2 separate regions of the Mus musculus genome follow, and region 2 is linked to region 1. Evidence: chromatin contacts called from public Hi-C data. All regions are on one chromosome and are shown on one strand. Each heading gives the region's core, a stretch centred on a gene start, on an enhancer-like site or on the middle of the called end of the contact. The rest is flanking DNA. Distances are from core to core; before and after follow the strand shown.

What was found. A called contact is a pair of places that touch in the nucleus more often than the background predicts.
Region 2: a contact with region 1 is called in a Hi-C map of cortical neurons, with 1.7 times the contacts expected there. The contact joins two enhancer-like sites. A contact is called at or near these places in 4 of 39 promoter capture datasets (3T3-L1-derived adipocytes, hippocampal neurons, maxillary cranial neural crest and 1 more), 5 of 484 Hi-C or Micro-C datasets (the N1E-115 cell line, cortical neurons, embryonic fibroblasts and 2 more), 11 of 115 datasets of contacts at active chromatin or transcription factors (astrocytes, cardiomyocytes, craniofacial prominence and 8 more) and 3 of 9 other capture datasets (adipose tissue, liver and pancreatic islet).

What each region holds. Positions count from the first base shown.
Region 1 is chr16:34,385,954-34,393,781 of GRCm38.p6, reverse strand. Kalrn (kalirin, RhoGEF kinase) reads left to right here. Exons shown (of 60, transcript NM_177357.3): 2 at 1,673-1,747. Among named protein-coding and RNA genes, the nearest start is that of Kalrn, 120 kb to the left of the region's middle. Within about 2 kb of position 4,116, at least 37 of the 459 cell types and tissues checked have an H3K27ac peak or open chromatin away from gene starts, as enhancers often do. A contact at or near this core is called in cortical neurons, where this site is marked.
Region 2 is chr16:34,555,642-34,563,469 of GRCm38.p6, reverse strand. It overlaps a transcript of Kalrn not described here. Among named protein-coding and RNA genes, the nearest start is that of Kalrn, 46 kb to the right of the region's middle. Within about 2 kb of position 3,224, at least 22 of the 459 cell types and tissues checked have an H3K27ac peak or open chromatin away from gene starts, as enhancers often do. A contact at or near this core is called in cortical neurons, where this site is marked.

The DNA.
Region 1 (7,828 bases), core at 2,867-5,366:
AGAACAGTGTATTTCACTTGTAAAAAAAAAAAAAAAAACAAGCTGTTTTGATACTTTAATGTCATTTTCCACAAACAGTTCAAGAGTTAAAGATGGCTGTGAAGCTAAAAATGGTTCCTTGTGTGGAAGAAAACAAAGCAAAGCAAAGCAAAGCAAGTAATAGGAACTACTTGTGAATTTTGTAATAATTGTTGCTAATTAGTCTCTTTTGTGAGATGTAGTCTTTGGTGTGGGAGATGGGGTTTGAGCGTGCCTATCTGAAGGAACTAAAGACAGAGCTAGAAAACAAGGTGGTGTCTTTGAAGTCAGAATTCTTCCTTGTCTTTGTTTCTTCCTCACTGCAGCGGAGTGAGCCTGTAGCTACTACTCCACATCATGCACTGTGTGTCAGCTTCTGAAGAGACATAATTGCTGAATAAAAGCTTCACTACATCAGGGGAACATAAAAGAGAAGAAAGAAATGAAATAGTCAGACACTGGAAATTTGATTGGGGTTGGATTATGATCGCTGACCTTGGGTCCTGGTATTTGGTAACACGTCTCTTTCTCTTCCTTGGTTAGATGTGCACAGGGCATGAAATTTCCCTTTTCCTGGGCCAGTGAGCTAATTCCTGGACTGTTGGTAAAATTCATATGATGTTGAGAGACTGAGAGATAGAGACTAGCCTAACCAACATGCAACTCTTCTTTGTAGATTTCAGACTTGGCCTCACAGCATGTGGGTATATCCATGGTTCTTGGCCCTATTGTACTGAGCTGATAGCACTGCTTGCTTTATGAGATCCACTTTGTGATGTCTTAATGGTAATACACAACAGAGACCCCAATTACAGCTCCAAGGGTATGAGTGTGGGTGGTTCCCTTTCAGAGTTCTGTAATGCACTGGAGAAAACTGCCAGGGTTACAGTGGTCTAGCCTGAAGCTTTGTATGCTTGGAAGCTGGTCTTCCCTTCCCATGTTCCTCATACTAGGCTGGGTTGGCCTTTGCTTCTGGGACTAGAGTTTCTCTAGATGAATCTTTCTTTGCCAGTTCTGGGGAGCTCTGGTGTCTGCCTCCACCCCTCTAATAGGAATTTGGCTAGACCCAAGAAAGTACTTTACAACCGGGAAGCAAGACTTAACAACCAGACAGAGAAAGTGCACTTTCTTAGAAGATTGAGGACTGGTGGTAACGTTAGAGTGCAGGCATGTATGGGTTATCATCATCAACTTAGCTTCTGGCTAACAGATTTTTGGTTATTTTCCCATTTGTAAAATGAAATCTAACCGTTTAAGAAGATGTCATTCAGGGTTCTGTAAACTACTTTAATATCTGAACTAACTCACCAGTACATACTCCATGCTATCTCTGTGTGACACTCTGCTAGGCACTCCAGGTATAAATGTGCTTTAAACATCTTGCCATTTGCAAGTTGCTCCTCAACCACAGGACTGCCTGTGATGTCATTGAGACACTGGGTTTTGTACTCAGTGGAAGTGACTTGAACTTTCCTCTCTTGAAAAGGACCAAGAGAAGAGAAGAAGGCTTTAACCCCATCACAATGGGGACTCTCCCTGTGTTGGGCTGGGCTGCAGACCTGCACAAGCCAAGTTGATGGGTCTTGGAGGCTGAGGGTGGGACCTTGTAGCCTAGCTGACATCTTTACTCTCTTTCTATTTTGTTGTCCCACAGGATCTTTTCGGAATGATGGTTTGAAAGCTTCTGATGTCCTTCCTATCCTAAAGGAGAAAGTGGCCTTTGTGTCTGGTGAGTATGCTTCTTTGTAGTAGACCTTAAGAAGATGTGTGTGTGTGTGTGTGTGTGTGTGTGTGTGTGTGTGTGTGTGTGTGTGTGTGTGTGTGCGCGCGCGCGCGCGCGCACGATCACTCACTGTCCTATAAGAGGAGACACATTAGCAGTTAGGCTTTCATGGCTGCTTCCTCCCTCCAGTGACAGGCAGAGGGAAGGGGGCCCTGACATCACCTGGAGAGTCTGGAGGACACTTGCAACAACAGGCAGGTCCACCACACACCTGACAACACTGCAGCCTGATTTGCTCTCTCGGCCAGGGCTGGTGGGGCTCTCTCCGTGAGAGGTTCCGGTAGGAAGAGCGTATCCACCCCAGGGGTTCCCTAGGGCTTCATGTTGTTTCTTAGTGGGTCACAAACAGGAGGGGTTTGTTGTTGTTGTTGTTTGGTTTGTTATGGTTGTTGGCTTTTTTATTTTTGGTTTGTTTGTTTTTGGTTTCTCATTTCTTTTCTTAGCAAAACATCTAATTTGGGTATTAGGCCAACTACTGTTTCTTGTTAACAGTCTACTTGGACCTAGCCATGTATGTTCTACTAGGTAGAATGTATTTTTCCCATGATATTACAAATTTGGTGGCTGAATTGGATTCCTTCTTGGTCAGAACTTGGCAGATCCTGAGCCCGGGCTGGGTGCTGACAGTGGGAGCTGTATAGAGAATAACCCTGGCATACACCTTGTTGATAGAGTCTTTGTCTCTGGGTAGCGTTTTTTTTTGTTTTTTTGTTTTTTTTTTTTTTTTTTTTTTTTTTTTTTTTTTTTTTTTGTCTGAATGATGGTCCTTGGAGCCACGGGCCATGAGGGAGCTTGCTTCCATAGTATAGTAACTCACTCCATAGGCACTGCTGGCTCTGCTGATGTGCAGCAGAAGAAAAGGAAAGGAGGGGAGGTCCTCTGTGGGAAGGGAAACCATAGCTGTCTCTACCTTACCTGAGAAGGGAGGCCAGCAAGTCAGTGTGGTATGGGTGGGGAGGCAGGCATGTGCTAGGTACACAGGAGCCCTTGTAAGATGCTGTATGTGATCTGTAGCAGTGGGGGAGGCAGGCATGTGCTAGGTGCACAGGAGCCCTTGTAAGATGCTGTATGTGATCTGTAGCAGTGGGGGAGGCAGGCATGTGCTAGGTGCACAGGAGCCTTTGTTGGACACTGTGTGCATTCTGTGGCAGTGGGTGGACTGGTATTTTCTCACAGTTGTTTCTGTTAAGACAACTGAGATCCAAAAGCTGCTTTGGCCTATTTGTGCTAAGTAGTGAGCCCTTGTCATTAAAGGTGTAGAGGCCTAGTAGAACAGCCTTTGAGAGGATCCTCTGGTGTGATTCCAGCATAGAGGCATGTATGTGACAAAGTAAACTAGGATTTGGAGTGCCTACTGAATTGTGGCAAGACCCTGTGTGGAAGCCCTGGTGGTCTCTGTGCATCAGTTTGCCTTGGACCCCACAGTCTCGATTCCTAGTACAGGTTTACAACCCACTTGCTTCTGTTTTATGGCCCTTTGTTAAGACGGCGTCCTTGTTATCACTTGGGTGTCCTGCTGATGCCCCTGTTATCTCATGCCAGATGTTTTTTTTCTCAGGCTTTCCCATCCCTGCCAGCTTGAGCCTCTCTTCTCCTCTCCTGCTTCCCCTCCTCCAGAGGCTCTTTCAGACCTAGCCTCTCCTCTGACACCATCTTGTTTAGCATCCATTCAGGAACTACGAAGACAGACATTGTATGTTCCGACATGGGGACACTTGTGTCACTGTTGGTGGCTTGGTTTTCCTGTGTAGGCCAGTTGGATGTGAATGGGGCCAACCACGCCTGGGAAAGCCCACTAAGAGGGGGAGTTGTCCTTATTGAACTCATGGAGTAGTTTGACAGGAAGGCAGTCAGGGATGAAGCAGGTAGGGACTGGCACTGAGCCACTCGCTGCTGTGTTCCTGAATGAGCCAAGCCTGACTCATCTATGCTTGCCCGGTCAGGAGCTTCTGAGCTTAGGGAACATTGCCCTCTGTGCCTGAGAAGGGCACTGGAGGTGGTTGGAAGATAATGACTGACTGCACCTAATAAGGAAAACAAAAGCTGATTTCCCATATTCTATACACGCTGAGTCAGGAAACATAACACAAAAATAGAACCAAGCAGAGAAATCCTAAGTTAAATAATGCAGTCACATTTCCTTCTGAGAGCAAAGCCAGGAGCACAGTAGGTAGAGAAATGGACCATTTGCTGTGCCTGCCCTCCTCTGCCAGCATCTCAGCTTTGACCAGGTAAAACAAAGCATGTTACCATGACAACGGACATCTGGACTACTCCAGGACAGCCCAACCACTTGTGTATGCAGGCATGTGGGTGTGTGTGACAGTGGCTTTTTCTGTCCCTTGGTGTGTCTCTGTTGTCCTAGCTGACCCATCCTGCTCCATGGCTCACAGCTGTGGGGTTCTGGCCTCCCACTCACAGCACCTCCATCCCTTCTTTCTGCCCAGCCCTCCTGTGAGGGACCTACCGCATCCCTAGGATTGTCACTTGCTTACACCCTGCCTTTGGCCACCTTCTGGAGATGCTCCATGCTACCAGGGACAACCTTTTGTACTCTGGGCCTCAGGGTTTCAAAGTATATTCCATAAGATGATCTTTGCAAATGAGGAAAGAAGTTTGGGGATTGCTGGATATTAAAATCCTCCCTCCCACCCTCGACTTGGACCATCCATCAAAGCACATTAACATTTTAAGGCTCTGTAAAATCCTACAATAACCAACTTTATCTAGTCTAACATGGCATTTCCAACTACAAAATCACCTCATTCCCTTTGGAAAAACCTTGTGTGAATCCATTAAAATCGTGGTGCAGAGCTATTGTATGTGGATCCGACTTTTGGTACGCTTCCTGAGATGTGTCTCCCTCCCACGCTCCTTCCATCTGCTATCCTAACTGGAGCCTGCTGCCTCCTGAGAGTGTGAGTCCTCCCTACTTCAGTCAATGAAACATCAACGTCTCTCACTCTGGGCCTTCCTCCTTCCCCAGCTCTGCTTTCCTGTCTGCACAGAAGGAGAGCCACTGACATTTCTAAAATACGCAGCCCCCTCCCATTCTCTGCATCCTCCTTATTCTACAGCTCCTTCTACCAAAGCCTTCACAGGTAGGCAAAGGGCAAGAACTTGTTGCACAAGTCAATGGTTTTATTAAAGATCATGCATCTGTGATGCTCTAAATGTGTCTGTGTTTCCTCTCTCCTGTGCACAGCAACTTTAGCCTTGGAGCTTCATGCTTCATCTCTGCTGATCTTCTAATGTCAGTATCCATCTTGGTTATCAGTGGTCCACCTTAATGGATGCTCAGCCTGGACACCAGAGTCTATTCCTGTTTCTACTGTGATTAGCCATGATTTCGACCTCTGCTGTATCATCTGTAGTCTTGTTCTCCTGCCCTTGGCCCTTTCTGTTCACTCCTATTGGTTGACAGAGGATAGATGGCAGGGGATCCGTCTTCCCTGGGATCACCTGATGCAGTAGAGCAATTCTCACCCTCACCAGCTCCTCCTCACGCACAGCCTTCGACAGTTCTATTCTGCCATCACAGAATGGGGCCCAGAGCAGAGGCTGTCTCTCAGCATCTATCTTTAAAGCTCTGTCGTCTCCATTCCTATGGGATGCTTTCTACTGGCCATGGTTCTATGGCCTTGTCCTCATTAGCTAAAGTCTACCTTGATCTTGAAAGGTTGTGTTGGTCTCTTCTTTTGCTCTGAGGCAGGCTTATCTGTCCTTCTTCATGAATTTATTTTCTTCTCCCTCCTGCGTTCTGCAGCCTGCCTTAGAGGGACTGGCACGCTCTATCACCTGAGTGCTAGGTCCTTCATTTTGTACCCACTGTGAGGCCTTGTTCCATCCATTGCCCCCAGCTTTCCAGCATAATGCTGCTCTTCCTCTATACTTCCTCTTCCTCATTATTCTTGCTTTTTTTTTTTTCTATTCTGAAGAGGACAAGTTTGATCCTGCCCCCTTTTCTGACCTCTTGATTCACACAAAAGAGACACCTTTGGAGATGAAAAGAGGCCATTTCTGACCTTTGGAGGCTCCCTACCTTCTCAGAACCTTACCTCCAGCTGGGTGCGATTCTGTAACTCTTACCAACCAACCCTCCATGCCACTGCTCACCCTCTGCCCTTTAAAGTCTCTGCTCCCACGGTCCCATAGCCCTACTTATATGGTATCTGTGGAAGGTCATGGAGAAAGTTAGCAGTTGTGACAGACACACAGACAGACAGACAGACAGACAGACAGGCATGTGCATGCGCATGTGTGCATGTGCACACACACACACCTACCTCCAAGAATGAAAGTGCTTAGGGCGCTCAGATCAAGGCTAGCAGAGAAGGATGTCTCAGAGCCTTCTAGCTTCTGAGAACCTGTCTGTTTAACCCCTCTGTTTCCTTTCTTCATGTTGCATGTAGATCACAGTTGGAAGATAAGGACCTCTCTCTTCCAAGGAAGATGAGATGAAGGCGGATGTCAGTGCAGAGAGCTAGGACTGAGAATATGAAAAGTCTGGAGTTGGGAAGCCTGGGGCTCAACTCTGTATCTGCACAAATCCACTTTGCTGGGGTGGAGAGAGAACTGGATGCTAACCATGCTCAGTGGCTTGATTTTGCTTAATCCTCTCTTGCCAGCAGCCTCCCCCACCAGTGGTGGTGGTAGTGGGATGTGTGTATGTGTGAGTGTGTGTGTGTGTGTGTGTGTGTGTGTGAATTCATGCATGTGAAAGTACATGCATGTATGTCTTGGTGCTTAGGAATGCATGTACAGAGGCCAGAGGTCAACACTGAGTGTTTCTACCTCATCTTTTGAACCATGGGCTTTTATCTCAACTAGCTCACTGATTGGCTACATGAGCTGGCCATCATGCTCTGAGGCTCTCCCTTTCTCTGTCTCCCAAATACAGGGGTCATAGATGCACACCTTCATGTCCGTATTTTATGTGGGTGCTGGGGAATCTAAACTTACATCCTCACCCGTGTGCAGTAGGCACTTTGTTCATGGAGTCACCTACCTGGTGTCCTTCCTCTGCAGCCTCCTTTTCCTTTGTGGTAGTCTGGAGTCACTGTTTACCAAGCCCCCCACACACACACACACAAAACACCTGTGTGCTCTGTGATCAGAAGGAAGCATTCCACTTGAGCTCACACGTGGGCAGGGCCTGGGCTGCTCAGTCATGTGGAGATAGTGAGCTTCTTTCTAGGGTTGCTATGGTACTCTGGCCATGCATCCCTAGGTTGCTATGGTACTCTGGCCATGCATCCCTAGGTTGCTATGGTACTATGGCCGTGCATCCCTAGGTTACTATGGTACTATGGCCGTGCATCCCTAGGTTGCTATGGTACTCTGGCCATGCATCCCTAGGTTGCTATGGTACTATGGCCATGCATCCCTAGGTTGCTATGGTACTATGGCCATGCATCCCTAGGTTGCTATGGTACTCTGGCCATGCATCCCTAGGTTGCTATGGTACTATGGCCGTGCATCCCTAGGTTGCTATGGTACTATGGCCGTGCATCCCTAGGTTGCTATGGTACTATGGCCGTGCATCCCTAGGTTGCTATGGTACTATGGCTGTGCATCCCTATCTTTCTCCCATTAAATCCCCTTTCAGTGTTCACTGTGGATATGTCAGTGACTTCTTGAGATGCCGGTGAGCACTGTTATCATGATACAGAGATGGGTGGGTGGCCTTTGTTTGGTAGAGAGTCAGTGTGCTACAGTGTGCTACATAGTCACAACCCTTCAGCTTCAACCCCATCCAACACCCTGAGAAAATTGGTCTGCTTTGCAATTTTAGTGTCTGTTAATGAATGAATTTTAACATTATACAATAAGAGCAGAGAGAATGTGGGGAAAACAGAGGACATAACCATAGCCACCTTGAATCCTGTCCTAGTAAAAACAGTGGTCACCATTCTGGTTTGCTCCTCCCAGCTATTTTTTTCCATGTAGTTTTTAGTAGTAGTTTTTAGTAAGACCCTAAGTGTACATGCTTTTAATGAGACTCATGTGCTTCTTCATTGGATGGGA
Region 2 (7,828 bases), core at 1,975-4,474, 170 kb before region 1:
CAGCCTCAGCCTGAAGGGGCAGAGCTCAAGGTCAGCCAAAGGGTCTGCCTTGGTCTATAGGAGGATGCTTCTTGCTCAGGGACCAGATGGAAGGTAGACCTCAGTAAAATTACTGGTTAGCCAGGACCCAAGGACACAGGCTGCCTGATGAACAACTCCTGCAGAATCTCTCTTGTCAGGGGTCAGGGATGTGCAATCTTTGAAGTGTGTGGTCCAGATGAAGTAACCCTCTGAGGCCTTTGGGTAGAAAAGCTGGGAAGCAAGGCCTGGAGAGCCACAATTAGCTTTCCTGAAGTGGATCTGCTCCAGGCTAGTGGGCTCTGAAGAATCACCTTCTATGGAAAACCAGAAGGCACGTGCTAGAGCAAGGTGGACTGAGGAGAGTACAATGGGATTTGGCTCAGGCTAGGTCTCTGGGCAGCTTCTTGTAGAGGGGTTGAGCCCTGGCCACCAGGAGATGGCACCAATCACAGCTGGTACAGAGGGATCATAGTCATACTGTACACACAAGGAAGAAGATGCCACATCTTAGTTGGTGTCCCTAAAGTGTTCCCTCTAAGTCTGTCATAGAGACAAACTTGGACTGTCATTAAGAAAAACACTCCATTTCATCAAAGGATCCTCAGTGGTCCTAAATAGCCAATCAGAGTAGAAATCTGGGTGCTGTTACTAACCAGAGGGAGACCAGGTTTCTCTCCCTGGGAGCAGAAGGAGATAGGGTTTCCTGAGGTATGGGCCAGTCCCAGAAGCAGAATTTCTCAGCTGAACAGGAACTTAGTAATCATGAGACTGTGTGAATTGTAACTTCGGAATTCTGGTTTCTTTAAACATAAGATGAGTATTAAAAGTCCTTTCCTCTCAAGACTGCTTGGTGTTTATGGATATACAGAGCATTTGACAGTTACATTCATATTATAAATAGCCATATAGCTTACATTGCTAGCAGTATAATATGGTTATATGTATGACTAGCATGGCTATATTATATATATATTATATATGTGTATGTACATATATAATACATATATAGCATTATTTATTGCTGGTTAGATGAACCTTTTATATTCTAAATTATGAAAAATGTGACATTCAGGAGGCCCCTCCTTCTCTCTCTCCCTCCCTTCTTCCCCCTCTCTCCTTTCCTCTTTCTCTCCTTCTTTCCCTACCTTCTTCCTTCCATTCACCCCTCTCTCTTCTTTCCTTCCTTTACTGTGCAAACTTAGGTAGGGATGTGACTTTTAAGCTTGGAGTTGCATTTATTTCAGGCACAACAGGCAGGGATGAGGGCTGTGGTTAAAATCTCACCTTCTACACTCTTACCCCACAATTCAGGGACAATGAGCATCACGGGGTGGGGGTAGCAGGCACAGTCGAGTTGGCAGCTGGACAGTGAGCCTAGAGGGGGTCCTGGAGTCTGGCAGATGGTTAATTGGAAATGACAAAGGGGGCTGAGAGGGAGGGGTCTACAGTTCCTGTGGGATTTCCATCCCTGTCTACTTACTGTTCGGGAAGGGAGGGTATGAGCAAGGAGGAACTGATCACCAACAGTTGGAGAAAGAGATTGGCCAGACTCCCTGTCGGGATGGTGGCTATTGAAGATGTTCCATTGGAATAAAGCCACAGCTTTAGATCAGAGGGAAAGCCCAGGATTCCCAGCCCCTTCTCAGTGTCCCAGTGGCACAGGCACAGCACTTGCTCAGATACTGCAGTCTAAGGAGATGCTTGACCAAGTGTCGGACCAGAATGATTTTCTAGGATGATGGTGCATCATGTGGTGAAAATGCAAAGGATTAGCAGCCCCACCAGGATGTATGTGGAGAGGAGTCATGGGGTCACCCCGGTTCAGTGGTAAAAAAATGAACACAGAGACTACAGACAGCCATTCAGGGAGTTTGGTGGAGAAAGCAAAGAGACAAATTAAATGGTAGCAAAAGGACATCTTTGCACATTTGCTAGTACTCTTTGTTTTTTTGTTTTTTGTTTTGTTACAGGTGCATGAAAATTTAGATTTATTTGTGTGATTTTATGCACATATATTAAACTTTAGCCAAGTATTTTAGTGGGTTATCAGGTCTAGTGAGGTTGTGGTTTTTGTTTGTTTGTTTGTTTGTTTGTTTGTTTTTGTTTTGTTTTGTAGAAAACCTTGGAGACAGCAGTAGAAACTGAACATGTTAAGAGATAGAATGTCATGGAAAGAGTATCCTGAGATTCCTGGGGCTAATTCTGAAAGGGATGCTGACTGCTTCTGTGGATATGTGGGAGTCTAGGTGGTCTCTTAGTCAGAAGCTAGAGCTGTTATTAAGCTGACCTGAGTTGCCTTGGTGCACGAGCACCAAGATGAAGCTCGGAGAGCTGCTGGGAGCTTGGGGAGAGAAGAGCAGACTGCACATAATCTCTGGAGAATGAATGGCAATTGCATAAACAGATGATCTCTGCAGTGATGTCAGAGCAGACCAGCATGCCAGCGTTCTGCATTGCTTTCCAGCCTGTGGGTTCTAGGTTGGGAATAAAAATAGGACTCAGATGTCTCTGGCTGGTGTCCTGGACACTGAGTCTGGAGTGGAAATAAGGTACATATCCTTGTTTGGACACCAGCACTGTCACAAATCCTTATAGAAACCGATGGCCCCAAGACCACCCGGAGGCCTTGGCTTGGACAATGTGCACGTCCGTATGCAGCAGCTGTACTGTATATACATTTATTTTGCTTTGGACTTTTCTATATTTTCATTACCCAGCTCAGTGCCTCACATATAATAGTTGCTTAACTATTATTTGTTGGCCTGATTTTTCTTTTCTTACAAAAGCTAATTATTGGTGTGTATGCCATTTGGGAGTTACTCAATGCTGTGTGAAGGAAATAAAAATAATTTTTGTGGACAGGCAATTCTACCTTAAACAAAGAGACTTGTAAAATCAACACTGTGGAATGCAGCTATTTGTTGAGTCTGAATTAGTCAGAGGGGATCCTTTGGAACACTTGATTATAAATACCCACATATTTCATAAGCACTGGAAAAGTAGATAGAGATGCATTCTGGGTGGGTTTTCTTTTCTTTCTTTCTTTCTTTTTTTTTCTTTCTTTCTTTTTTTTTTTTTTTTTTTTTGCTTGTTTGGTTTGTTTTTGGAAAACCCCAGTAGGAAAGTGCAAATGTGCAACTATGTCTTCTAGTCAGTACTGAGGGGATGGCGGGCATGCTGGATGCTGTGAGAACTGCTAAACACGACAGCTCATGCTTCTTTTCCTTGAATATCTTTTGGTCTTGGGGGGAGGGGGAAGTGGCCAGGGACCAACCAGAAAGGGAATTTCCACATGCCTTGATCCACATGATATGTTTTTATTGCCACTAAGTTAAACACATTTAAATAGGAAGACAAAGAAAGATGGTTTTAAGGTATCCTTTTACAGAACACTTAGCTTTTCCTATCTCAGGGCTGTTATAATGCTGCTTAGTGTAGTGGATTGAGAACGTCAAGTGTGAAGGATACAAAAGCTACTGTAATCCCAACTGCCCAGAGAATCCTTGTCTGATAACTTGACACGTTCCCTTCTGTCCTTTATGTCCATGACTTGCTTTTGGTTATTGACTTAAGATGAGAAACAAATGCTGAAGCGATGGTTAGACTCTTTGTGAACTGAGTCATTTTTTCCCCTTACTTTAAATGTAAAATACACAAGTACCCGTGTATCTCATTGTACAAAGTAAGGCTGTCATAGGCCAAATAACCTTCGTGTGAGGATAGGAAAACAGAAGGTTCTTCAGTTGTGTGGAAGGGTAAAGACATTGATACTTTGTATGATAATATCTATATATATATTTGCACAGAAGATATTATTCCTCCCCCATATTTTGATGAATTTAACAGATAGATATGCCTACTGCCTATATAAATATGTGTTTACATAAATGTGCAGCTCTCTTTTATGTGACAAAAAAAAAAAAAGAATCATGCTATGTGTGCTACTTTGCAAGTTGTTTTTAATCACTTTACAATCAGGGGCAGCCTTTCCTTGTCAGCACACCCATCTCTGCTTCCTTCCTTTTAAGAGCTATGTTACACTTTGTTGTGTGCCACATTTTATTTGCCTTTCTCCTAAGGATAGACATTTATAACCAAGATTTTCCATGGAATAGGACTAGGTTTTTTTTTTTTTTTTTCCTTTCTAGGACACTGTTTAGTTCAAATCATACAAGAAGGGCCACTCATCTTTTTTCTTCTCCCCCCCTTCCCCCTCTCTCTGATCCTTTTCAAAGGTGACTAGGACAACTGTGGGTTCTAGATTTTTTTTTCTGCTTTTATCCTCAGGAGAGAGGGGAACAGCCTGTCCTTGTTGACTAAAGATAACTTCCTGTGGAATGTCTAAGGATGCTTTGTCAGTGACATTTAGACTACCAGTGGAACCTCCTTTTGGCCTCTTTTACCGTGTACATCAAGTGAATTAAGAGCTGGATTTTGGGTCCAAACCAGCCCCTCAAAGCCACATGCGTTCTGAGCTTCAGCCAGCGCACGATAACTCTGATACTGTAGAGTGTGCATGCAAATGCAGTTGTCTGCCCTTGGTTATGATCACCCAAGGATGCGATCCAGAAGGCCTTGGTTTCCACTCTTCCCCACCACTAAAGAGCTCTGTGAATTGGCCAAGCCAGGTCATATTCCTGTTTTTACAGATGGGACCTCTCTTTCCCCATTTGAAGAAAGAGGTCAACGTGCTTCCCTGCCATACCTCATGGGAATGGTGTGAGATAAACTGAGAGGGTAGAAGGAAAGTGCTTTGAGAAAACAAAACCGCTGACTGTGTGAGAAGGGGTTTTTGTCAGTTCTTCTCTGGGGTCTCCTCTGGTTTTGAGTGTGGTTGAAAGCTGAGCTAGGGGACTTGGGTAGGCGCAACAGCTCGTTCTAAACTCAAGGACTGCATTTTTTTCATGTCTGGTAGGAAATTGGCAGCAGCAGAGTTGGAGTGAAACGTTTCGTGATATGTTTGTGATATGTGCTTTTGCAAGAAACGCTCACAGGAGAGAGTAGCCGGTCTGCCTGCTGAGAGCCGCTAGGGGTTTCTTTCCACTGGGCAGCAATGTGACTTAGTTGCACACTTAACTTGGTATTATATGCAAAGAAAACATACCTCATGATACTTATGAAAGTGGGGCTAATTCATATGTCTGTACCCAGGTTTTGTTTGTTTTATAGTGGCGCTTTATAGCAGTCTTCTTGATTGGTCTGGTTTGGATTAATGCTTTGTTAAGATTTACCTGCTCGCTTGCCTAGATTCCCCACCCCCTGCCCATTTGTCACTGCTCTCCAGAACAGGGTCTGCGTCTGCAGAGGTGCTCTGTGGAGTCCTGCTGGTAGTGGTGGGGGCAGGGAAAGGATGAGGCCGGAGCACGGAATGCTTGTGGACATTTCCTGCTCTCTGTGTGGAGCTGATCCAGTCTGATCTCTGGTGTCACCAAGGTCTGAGTATGGAGTTGATAGATGGCACTAAAATTGAATTCCTCACAGTTTGCCTATGGAGTCAAAGTCTTGGTACATTGCAGACGCTTAGACCAGAGCCCAGAGCAGCCTTTCTCTGGTCCACTAAGACACTAAGAAACAGATTTGTGGATGCCTGGGGTTGCTTAGTGCCAACTGTGAGGAGACGAGAAGAAAATAGAAACTCTACTCTGGAGCCTGAAGTGGGCCGTTTTTGTTTTGTTTTATTTTTATTTTATTTTTATTTGGAGAGGGGAAGGGATTGTCGATCCTTGAGTTGTTAGATACTGTTTGACCTATTGGACTATTCCTAAAACTACCTTCCTTCAAACCTGGCTAGACTTGAGATGGGATATTTAAGTAACACATGGCTGAGGCCCTACTGTGTGCTCTAGACTAAATTTTCCCACATTCCCCCAATGTTGAAGGAGGGTTCTCCTGCTTTCCTCATGGCAACAGCCCCTCCATGTTGCATCCTCAGCACTGGTTACTTCTGGTCCAAGGCATCCTCCCTGCCAGTCCACCCAGGCTGGCTCCCGATATGCTCACGGGGGGCTTAGGTATTCAAGCTGCATACTAAAAAAATCCTACCCCAGATAGCAACAGCTGAGCACTGGCATTTTCTTTCTGCCTGCTGCTATAACTATCCTGAACTTCCCCAAGGCAAATAAATGCTTCTGGTAGAGCATGGGGGAGGTTAAATATATGTAAGGATATGCAAAAGAGGAAAGTATATAACATTTTCAAAAGTATTACCCAAGTTAAATATGATTTGGAAAAACAAGGGTTGAGAAATTATGCTTCTAACTTACTGACTGCATAGCTATAGGAAGTTCTATGTACATGTATGTGCTTGTATACACATGCTTGTCCTTACATGCATATAAGCATACAAGGGTATGCTGACATTCATTCTTACAGCAAGAATTTAGTGAGTGCTTGGTACATAGTCTGTGCTGTGAACAGATAGGCATGCACGGTCTATGTTCAGGGAGCTCTTGATCATGGGAAGGATGGAGTGGTGATGGACTCCATACTAAGCTGGCCACAGAGAACTGCTTTCTGAGAGGCTGTGTTTGGGACTCATAAGTCTGACTAACATTAAGGTAGGAGCCTGTACTGGGTCTGGTTTTCCCTGTACCTTGCTAGGATTTGACTTCCAAGCCATTTAAACTTTCCAAAATAACCAGATCCAGTGAGCCTTTTTCTTTCAAATGATGTTAGTGCCTAATAGACAGTGAACTCCAACGTCAGGCTGGACTTTTCTTCTTTGGAGGAGCTGTTTTCTCACTGTTGTTATAAGCTAAAGTGGTTTTTCCTATTTTAACACAGAAAACTTTGTGTCTCATGTACTGCTCTCGTTTCAGGTCTCTGGAGTTCAAACAGTGCATTATTGTTGTTGTTATCATTATTGTTATCATTATTATTTTTATTATTAGGCTGAGGGCAGCTCTGCCCCCTGAGAAGAATGCAGGAACTAGAAGATTGGCAAATTAGGCCAGGCCAGGCAAATCTAGATTGAGAATAAAGCTGCCATGCTGGCCAGGGCAAGACATGTTTGTAGTCCCAGCACTTGGGCAGGAAGGGGCAAGTGTAAACCAGCCTGGACCCTTAGAGGGAGACCCTGCCTCACTGGAATCAGTAAGTGTTGGTGTTTGGTGGTTGGATCCAGGTGTAGGCTGGGTGTCAGGAGACTGGTGTTGATATTGATCTGTTTGGGAAAGTCCCTTTCTGTCTCTGAGGCCAGAATCAAAGTTGAGCATACCAAGTGCATGTCCCATACACAGCGTTAGTGCTCCCAGTAGAATTGAGAGTAGGCAGAGAATGGGGAAAGCAGGGTACAGGAGCGAGGTGCTAGGTGGTATTAGGATCTTTCTGCCATGTTTTCTGGAGACATTTTGGCCTCCAGAAGTTTGTCTTTGTAAGCTCAAGACTGCTTGGTCATCCCCTGTGAGGCTCAAGCTTGTGGTGTGACTTAGCATCCTTGCTCAGTGAACAGGGACACTGACTGATTCCTTTGGAGAGAATTATTTTGATGGTCTCATGCCATTTTGGCCCTGCTAGTGTTTTGCAAGCAGAGCCAAGTTTCTGGAACTTATGGGCCTGTGCTGAAAAGCCTGTATTTCCTCAGCCTGTGTCTTTGGATGCCAAATCTGCAATTAGGAATGTGTCAAGTGCTCTAGATAATGTCATCCTTGGGGACCGCCAGCTCTCCCAAGGTATGAAGAGGACTGACTTACTGATCCTCTTGTAAAGCATATCCTTGAACTCTTCCTGGAGTCAGAGAGTGAGGGCAGTGAAGATAAAGAAACCATCTCTCCCCAGGGCATGTGTAAACTCAGCTCAGCAACATCCT